Regions from separate parts of the Macaca mulatta genome. Here region 1 is linked to region 2. The links are chromatin contacts, called in public Hi-C maps. All regions are on one chromosome and are shown on one strand. The core of a region is the stretch at or near the end of the contact, and the rest is flanking DNA. Distances in the headings are between cores, read along the strand shown.

The links. Hi-C and Micro-C count contacts between places; a contact is called where the count stands out from the background.
Region 1: a contact with region 2 is called in a Hi-C map of CD4 T cells, with 2.5 times the contacts expected there. The contact joins the promoter of SPAG4 here to the promoter of ERGIC3 in region 2. A contact is called at or near these places in 2 of 14 Hi-C or Micro-C datasets (CD4 T cells and blood).

The regions. Positions count from the first base shown.
Region 1 is chr10:88,434,918-88,439,465 of T2T-MMU8v2.0, reverse strand. It overlaps SPAG4 (sperm associated antigen 4), which reads right to left and starts at 3,003. Exons shown (of 12, transcript XM_015149113.3): 1 at 2,536-3,003; 2 at 1,276-1,380; 3 at 926-992; 4 at 672-733; 5 at 379-422; 6 at 37-62. The coding sequence starts at 2,608.
Region 2 is chr10:88,354,334-88,358,964 of T2T-MMU8v2.0, reverse strand. It overlaps ERGIC3 (ERGIC and golgi 3), which reads right to left and starts at 2,792. Exons shown (of 12, transcript XR_013399864.1): 1 at 2,685-2,792; 2 at 2,477-2,547; 3 at 2,270-2,357; 4 at 1,929-2,048. It also overlaps the pseudogene LOC704849.

The DNA.
Region 1 (4,548 bases), core at 1,754-4,253, 80 kb before region 2:
GCCCACCAATTTCCCACCCTAGGTGCCCCCTTTCACCTTAGAGTCAGCATCTCCTTAGGTTCCTGTTGGATGAAGGGACAAAACACAGAGCCGCTCAGCTCCCGTCGTCCTTGCTCCTACCTCAGCCTGGAAACGGCCAGGGCTTCCTTTTTGAAGACTGTCCCCTTTCCTCAACTCCTCCTTGACCTCCCAGTATCAGAACCCCCAAGAGCCCCTCAAGCACAATCCCTCATAAATCTGTTTATATCCAGCCCTTCTTAAGGATTGTAGCCTCTGGCACTACCCCCACCCCAGCAGACCAACAGTCCAGGGGACCCCCACAATCTCCAGATCCACAACCTGCCAGCCCCCTACCCCAGGACAGCCTCCCCAACTCACATTCTCCAAAGGAGAGACCAGGTACAGAAGCCCCAGCCAGATTGCTGGAGAAAGAGGGGGAGGGGTCTCAGGGGAAGGAAAAGGAAGAGAATGGGTTTCCCCGGCATAGGGGGATAGTGGAAAGAGGCTTGAGGGGGTTAAGCCTGGGGAGGACAGTGGGAGTCTGAGGGGGAACTAGAGGGCTCTGCAGGGGAATGCCAGGAGCTGCAGGAGCGAGGATGTAGGAGAAAATGTGCTGGGTTTGCCTCCAAAGCACCCAGGGCAGGGGCTCCAGGGAATTCACTGCCCCTCACCTGCCAGAAAGAGGCTCAGCAGCGACACAGCCGTGAACAGGAAGCGGATGGAACAGACCTCCCTGGGGAACCGGAGGGAGGCTGAGGCCCCGACCTGCTCAGCCCTCCAGTCCCCACCCCATGGTCCTAGACCCAGCTCCTGCCAACACGACTCAATCAGATCTGAATCGGCTCAAGCGCCAGCAAGGTCCCGGCCCTGCTCCCCACCTCCTCCAAAGAGCGGCCCCTGGGGCGCCAGCGTCCCTCCCTCTGACCTGTACATGCTGACCAGCACGTCTCCTGCCAGGGATAACAACACGCTCAGCACCTGGAAGAGCAGGCCTGAGGCCAGGACAGGGGGTCAGAGAGGGGCCCACGGCAGGGACAGGCGGGGGCTCAACGGGCGTGGTGTCCGGGTTCAGAAGGGGCTCGGGAGGGGCTGGGAGTGGGCCTGGGGTTCAGGAAGAGTAGGGTGGGCTAGGAGAATTAGATGGGGGCCAGGAGGATGAGTTGAGGCTCGGAGAGGGGCTTGATACTCAAACGGGGGCCGGGGGCTCAGAGAGAACTGGAGTTCAGAGAGGCGAACCCGAGGGTCAGAGGGGATCGCAGCTGGCCTGGCCCGTACTCAGAAAGCTCTTGAACACCCGCGAGGGAGGCATCTCCTGCCTCAGATCCAGGGTCGGCAGAAGGTCGAGCGGCTCCTCAGAGACTGCTGGAGACCCAGTGGGTTCTGCGGGAAACCAAGGGCTCCATTGGGGCCTTGCGCACCACAGACCTATTTTCCCCTCGAGACCCGGCCGCAGATTGCTGAGTCCAGAAGCCAGAAAGCTGGGAAGCCTCTCAAAGGCTTTGGTCCCACCGCAGCCCTATCCCGGCTCCCGCTCCGCCCTCTGAAGCCCCGCCCCTCAGGGAGGCTCCGTCAAGACTTGGTCTCCTGGGCGGGGCGCGGTGGCTCACGCCTGTAATCCCAGCACTTTGGGAGGCCGAGGCGGGCAGATCACGAGGTCAGGAGATCGAGACCATCCTGGCTAACACGGTGAAACCCCGTCTCTACTAAAAATACGAAAAAACTAGCCAGGCGAGGTGGCGGGCGCCTGCAGTCCTAGCTACTCGGAAGGCTGAGGCAGAATGGCGTGAACCCGGGAGGCGGAGCTTGCAGTGAGCAGAGATCACGCCACTGCACTCCAGCCTGGGACACAGAGCAAGACTCCATCTCAAAAAAAAAAAAAAAAGAGTTGGTCTCCTGGCCGCGCTTGGTGGCTCACGCCTGTAATCCCAGCGCTTTGGGAGGCCGAGGCGGGCGGATCACCTGAGGTCGGGAGTTCGAGGCCAGCCTGACTAACACGGAGAAATACCGTCTTTACTAAAAACACAAAAATTAGCCGGGCGTGGAGGCGCATGCCTGTAATCCCAGCTACTCGGGAGGCTGAGGCGGGAGAATCGTTTGAACCCGGGAGGCGGAGGTTGCGGTGAGCTGAGATCGTGCCATTGCACTCCAGCCTGGGCAACAAGAGGGAAACTCCGTTTCAAAAAAAAAACGGAGTTGGTCCCACCCCCAAAAGGATGACCCCTCCCCAGCCTTAGGTCTTGGTGGAGCCCGATTGTCCTGGGAGCCACTCACGCTAACACTGAGGCCGCACCTTCTCAGTGGCGCCCAACCACAAGATTTTACCCGCCCCTTCCAATAACCATTGAGGACACCGAGGCTCCGCCCCTTAAGGGATCTCATTTAGCACCTCCCCTTTACCCTACAGAACCCACCTTGTAGGAGGTGCCCAGATATCATCTTAGTCCCATTCCCGCCCGGCACCACCCTTTAGGCCCCGCCCCCTCCATCGGCTCACCCGGGGTCGACCCCGCCCGCACCCGAGGCCCCGCCCCTCACGGTTGCCGCGCCACAGGCTGTCTGCCAGTTGTGGCTCCGAGGCGCAGGCTTCTGCCGAGAGCTTCCTGCCCATGTGGTTCCTCCGGGCACTCCCGCGCTCAAGGCGGGCTCACCGCAGCTCGGGCCCCGGGCTCCTCTGCCCTCGGGGTCCCCAGGCCCCGGCCCCGCTGACCGGAGCCCGTTGCTGTCCTCCGAGGTGATGCTCACTGAGCTGTTCTCGCTGAAAAAGTTGGGTGTGTGCTTGCGCGAGGACGAGGCCGAGCCCGGGCGGGAGCTTCGCCGCATCCTGACCCCCTGCTGCCCAGTCACGGACGCTAAAGCCGCCGCCGCGGTCGCCAAGGCCCTGGGGCCTCCTTCAGCCGCTGCGCGCCGCGGGGACCACACGGACCCTGCTTGAAGTCTGCAGGCCCCGCGGCCGCACCTGCCCTCCCGCTGTGTCCCGGCCGGCTGCTGACGTCACAGAGGAGCCTCGGTCTCCACGGGCCGCCCTGGCCGCGCGTCACGGAACTGGCCGTGACGTCACCGGGAGCCGTAGCCATGGCAGCCTCTCCTTCTGACTTTGTTGTTGTTGTTAAGAGACAGGGTCTTTCTCATTGCCCAGGCTGGAGTGCAGTGGCTTGATATAGCTCATTGTAACTTCGAACTCCCAAGCTCAAGCGATCCTCCTGCCTCGGCCTCCCAAAGCGCTGGGAGTACAGGCGTCAGCCACCGCGCCCGGCCTCTTTTAAAGCAATGATGTCACAGCACTTCCCAGAAAACCCCATCTAAAATGGCACTCAGTGTATAACAGATTCTTGGCCGGGCGCGGTGGCTCAAGCCTGTAATCCCAGCACTTTGGGAGGCCGAGACGGGCGGATCACGAGGTCAGGAGATCGAAACCATCCTGGCTAACACGGTGAAACCCCGTCTCTATTAAGAAATACAAAAAACTAGCCGGGCGAGGTGGCGGGCGCCTGTAGTCCCAGCTACTCGGGAGGCTGAGGCCGGAGAATGGCGTGAACCCGGGAGGCGGAGCTTGCAGTGAGCTGAGATCCGGCCACTGCACTCCAGCCTGGGCGACAGAGCGAGACTCCGTCTCAAAAAAAAAAAAAAAAACAACAGATTCTTTCTCTCTCTTTCTTTCTTTCTTTCTTTCTTTCTTTCTTTCTTTCTTTCTTTCTTTCTCTTTTCTTTCTTTCTCTTTCTTTTCTTTCTTTCTCTTTCTTTTCTTTTTCTTTTTTTTTTGAGATGGAGTCTCACTCTGTTTCTTTCCTTCCTTCCTTTCTCTTTTCTTTCTTTTTTTTTTGAGATGGAGTCTCACTCTGTTGCCCAGGCTGGAGTGCAATGGCACGATCTTGGTCCACTGCAACCTCCGCCTCCCGGGTTCAAGCGATTCTCCTGCCTCAGCCTCCTGAGTAGCTGGGATTACAGGCATGCACCACCACTCCTGGCTAATTTTGTATTTTTAGTAGAAACGGGGTTTCTCCATGTTAGTCAAGCTGGTCTTGAACTCCCGATCTCAGGTGATCCGCCTGCCTCGCCCCTCTCGGCTCCTGGGATTACAGGCATGAGCCACCGCGCCCAGGCTTATTTTTTATTTTATTTTATTTTATTTTTTTTTTTTTGAGACAGAGTCCTGGTCTGTCACCCAGGCTGGAGTGCAGTAGTGCAGTCTCATCTCAGTGCAACCTCCGCCTCACAGGTTCAAGCGATTCTCCTGCCTCAGCCTCCTGAGTAGCTGGGATTACAGACACCCGCCATCATGCCCAGCTAATTTTTGTATTTTTGTAGAGACAGCGTTTTACCATGTTGGCCAGACTGGTCTCGAACTCCTGACCTCAGGTGATCTGCCTGCCTGGGGCTCCCAAAGTGCTAGGATTACAGGAGTCAGCCACCGCGCCTGGCCGCTTTTAAAGCAAGCGATGACGTCACAGCACTTCCTAGAAAACCCCATCTAAAATTGCACTTAACGAATAACAGTTTCTATCCCCCATCTCTGTTTTGTTTTTCTCCTCAGCACGTATCACTAACATG
Region 2 (4,631 bases), core at 1,543-4,042:
GGCTGAGGCAGGAGAATCACCTGAAGCCGGGAGGCAGAGGTTGCGGTGAGCTGAGATCGCACCATGGCACTCCAGCCTGGGTGACAAAGTGAGACTCTCAAAAAAAAAAAAAAAAAAAAGTAGATCCCTGCATGCCACCCGCCCTTCTGCCACAGCTGTCATTGGAGAGCAGCAGCCATGGCTCTGTGCTACCCGCTATGGCTGTGTGCCTCGACAAGGGCCACAAGATGACCAAGAATATGAGCAAGCCAAGGCACAGCCGCTGCCGTGGGCACCTGACCAAACACACCAAATTCATGTGGGACATGATCCAAGAGGTGTGTGGTTTTGCCCCGTATGAGCAGCACACCATGGAGTTACTGAAGGTCTCCAACGACAAACGGGCCCTCAAGTTCATCAAGAAAAGAGCGGGGCACACATACGCGCCAAGAGGAGGGAGGAGGAGCTGAGCAACGTCCCGGCCGTCATGAGGAAAGCTGCTGCCAAGAGAGACTGAGCCCCCTGCCCCGCCCTCTCTCTGAAATAAAGAACAGCTTGACAGAAAAAAAATAAATTTAAACAACAAATAAGTAGGCCAGGCGCGATGGCTCACGCCTGTAATCCCAACACTTTGGGAAGCTGAGGCGGACAGATCACGAGGTCAAGAGATCAAGACCCCTGCCTAACAAGGTGCAACCCCATCTCTACTGAAAATACAAAAAATTAGCTGGGCGTGGTGGCACACGCCGGTTATCCCAAATACTCAGGAGGCTGAGGCAGGAGAATCACTGGAACCTGGGAGGCAGAAGTTGCAGTGAGCCAAGATCGTGCCACTGCACTCCAGCCTGGGTGACAGAGTGAGACTCTGTCTCGAGACAGATAGATAGATAAAGTAGATCCTGCAGTTCCCCATCAATCCTTAGATGACTGCAACCTCAGGAGATACCCTAAACCCAAATCACCCAAACAAGCCACTCCTAAATTCCTGACCCAGGGAAACCGAAAAAACAAATTTTTATTGTATCAAACTACTAACTTTTGGAGTACTTTGTTATACAGTAGTGGATATCTAATAGCCACTCCCCCCTCCCACCAAAAAAACCTTCTCCTCCAGTCATCTCCATCTCAAGTCATTCATTTGCTCAGGCTGAAAGCGTTGGAATCTACAACCATGACTTTGCTCTCTTACACTCCATATCCAATCCTATAGCAAATTATGTTGGTTGCACTGGTGTCCTGTATTTATCTGCTGAAACAACAAATGATAAAACTCCCCACCAGAGTAATCTCTAAGGTGTTAGAAATCCCAGCTTTGAGGACGGTTTTGCTGTGGTGGGAAACTGAGTTAACGGAGGCAGGAAAGGAAGGTAAAAGTGGGTCCCCACTCTGTAACCAGGCATTTTACACATATTACTTCATTTGGTCTTACAATTCCATGTGGTTGGTACTACTGTTTTATCACCACTTTCTAGCTGAAGCTCACAGACTGCAGGAGACAAAGTTAGATGTGAACCCAGGCAATGTGACTTGAGAACCTCAATTCTAATCTTAAACCGCCTGCATTCCAAAGGGGAAGGACATTAAGGGCTGAATTCAGCCGATGGGCTGGGAAAGCAAACACTCAAGAGAAGCCTGGGTCCATCTAGACAGTTCTACCAAGGTAAGAGCACATAAGACCTATCTTCAAACCTCTCGTATTCAAACTACCATGTGCAGGTATTGAGGACCTCTGAGAATAGCAGTCAGGTAGATTACCCGACTCAGTATGTATAGAGGATTTTAGCTCACTCTGACTCTTACTAAGCTGGGGGACCCTAGGCAAGTCACTTGACTTCTCTAGGTCTTAGTTGTTTAATATATCACTATGCCTGCCACAGTCCACTTGCCAGCATGTAGGCTTGGGAACGTCCAGCTTTGGGATCTGAGACCCAGCCCCTTCCCCTGGTTACCATGCCGCTCAGCCTCTGAGCTCACGGGGATGCCATCTTTGTCTAGTCGTTGCTTGAACAGGTTGTGTTCCACATCCAGCTGCTGTTCCCCAGCCACATCCATGGCATCAATACTCAGATCTGGAAGCAGTAAAGTCAGGCTAAGGTACTGGGACCCTAGGGACAAGGGGATGTGGGTTTTGGAGGGGAAGGGGATACTGGGCCTGTCCTGGGGCAGAACGGGATTAGGAGAAGGAGGTTGTCCTGGGGTCCAGTCCAGAACCTAAGGGTAGAGGTGTGAATCTGGCAGCCCACATGAGAACCCTGGGTCTCTCCACTTCCATCCATGGTGAGGTACTCACAGGCACAAGGCATGTGCGGAAAAAGTACATCAATGTTGATCTTCAGTTTATCTCCCCGCGACTTGTCCACGTAGAGCTCAGGATGCACCTGGGGCAGCGATGCCTCAGTAAGACTTGGCCCCAAACCTCTCCTTCCCCACTCCCACCCCTAAAGGTCCTATCCTTAGAATGCCAAGCCCCGCCCACGCACTAAGCCCCGCCCCTTACCTCCGTGGTGAGGTAATACTGCAGCTCGGACAGGAACAGTAGCAGCATGAGAAGGCCACTGACAATGGTCACTGCAGGACAAGGGGCGAGGGTCAGAATGGCCTCGAATCCACTCCCTTAGACACCGGCAGGCCAGTCAGAGTCCAGGAGCCCGGGTCAAGCTCTAGGACGCCCCCCTCCCCGCGACCCCGGCCTCGCCGCGGCCTACCCGTGGCGCCCCCGCAGGTCTTGACCCGGAAGTCCTCCAAAGTCTTGGGGTAGGCATCGAACTGCTTCAGCTTCCCCAGCGCCTCCATGGGGACCGGCCGGAAAGGGGACGCCAGCCGGCCCGCCCCTACAGATTCCCTCTTCCGGCCTGGAGCCACGCCCCCTCTTTTTCCTCACGCAGGCGCAGCAAGCCGCACCCTTGGCCCCACCTTTAGCCGCGTTCTCTTACCGGCGGCCCCGCCCACCAATGCTGTCACGCCCCCTTGCGCGGGCAATTGGGTCTGGACGCTACTGCCCGGGCCTCCGCTGTCCGGGGTGGGTCTTCTGAGGACCGGGGTGCGAGGAGTTCTCTGCGGGGTTAGAAACGCTAATAGCACCGTTCGTGTGCCTTGTGCTCGGAACTGCGCCAAGTGTTTAAGACTCTTGGAACATCTTGAAATATACTGGAACAGTAGTTTTTCGAGTGTACCGGTCCGGCCGCATCATTATCAACTGATTACCTATTAGAAATACAAATAATTGATTCCCACCTACTGAAGCCGAAACGCTAGGAATGGCACCCGGGTGATTCCGATGTAAAGTAAGGATGTCCGCTCTGAAAGCAGGTGTGACTTATCTCCGTTTTCCAAAGAGCAAACTGTGACCTGGAGAAGTTAATTAACTTGCCCAAGATCACAGCCAATTAATAGCAGGACCTGCTTCCAGCCCAGTTCTTCCGGACCTCAGAGTACTCTGGGAACCAGGGTCTTCTGGGGTGATTTTACCTAAAGAGCATCCCAGTGCTTCTCCTGAGCGCTGCTTTCTGAATATTACCCTAAATTGCTCTCCAGGCCCTGGGATCCTCACGGACACGCTCTGCCACTCCAGGTTTAGACTCAAGTGATGTGGAGCTTAAGCTGTCCCTGACAATTCCCATTGCAGCCCAGTGTCTCTAGCGGGACAGCTCCCACAGTAATGCAGCTGCAATGAGTAAGATATAAAAGCTCATAGGCTTTCATACAGGAATTCCACTTTAGGAAGTAAAAGCACCATGTCAAGGTTAATAGAAAAAATTTAAAAAAGAAAACATAAGCAGCTATCCAAGATTAATAGAAAAAAATTTTTAATAAAAATAAGGATAAAAGTACCATGATCTGGGTGGTTGTTACACCTTAGGATACTGAATCTGTCTCTTAACGATTTTAAGTGCACCACGTCATGAAGTTGTATGCCTCAGATTGTTCAATAGCAAAAATCTGGAACCAGCCAGAATGCCCATTGATACATTAAATAAACTGAATAAATCATGGTACACCCATTCTGTGGACTATTAGGCCACATTTCAAAATAATGAAGTAGATTTACTTCTTTAGGTATACTAAGAATATTTTTAAGGGGGAAAAGATGCAAAGTAATGTGCATTCTATCATTCCATTTTTTAATTTAAAAATTAGGCTGGGCACAATGGATCACACCTGTAATAACAGCACGTTGGGAGGCCGAGGAGGATCACATGAGGTCAGGAGTTCGAGACCAGCCTGGCCAACATGGTGAAACCCCCTCTCTACTAAAAATACAAAAATTAGTCGGGCGTGGTGGTGTGCTCCTGTAAACCCAGCTACTCGAGAGTCTGAGGCAGGAGAATCGCTTGAACCTGGGAGGCGGAGGTTGCAGTGAGCCGAGATCCTGCCACTGCATTCCAGCCTGGGCAACAGAGTGAGATCTGTCTCCAAAAATAAAAATAAAAAAATTAGCCAGGTGTGGTGGCATGCGTCGATAGTCTCAGTTACCTGGGAGGCTGAGGCAGAAGGATGGCTTGAACCCAAAGAGTTTGAAACTGCCGTTGTTACCAGGTTACCTGCAGTTGTTACCAGGATAGAGTTGTCCAGGTTCTTGGCGTGTTGAACAAAACGCATAAAGTAACAGAAGGGCAACGAAAGACAAACAGCAACAGAAGAACGGAATAACA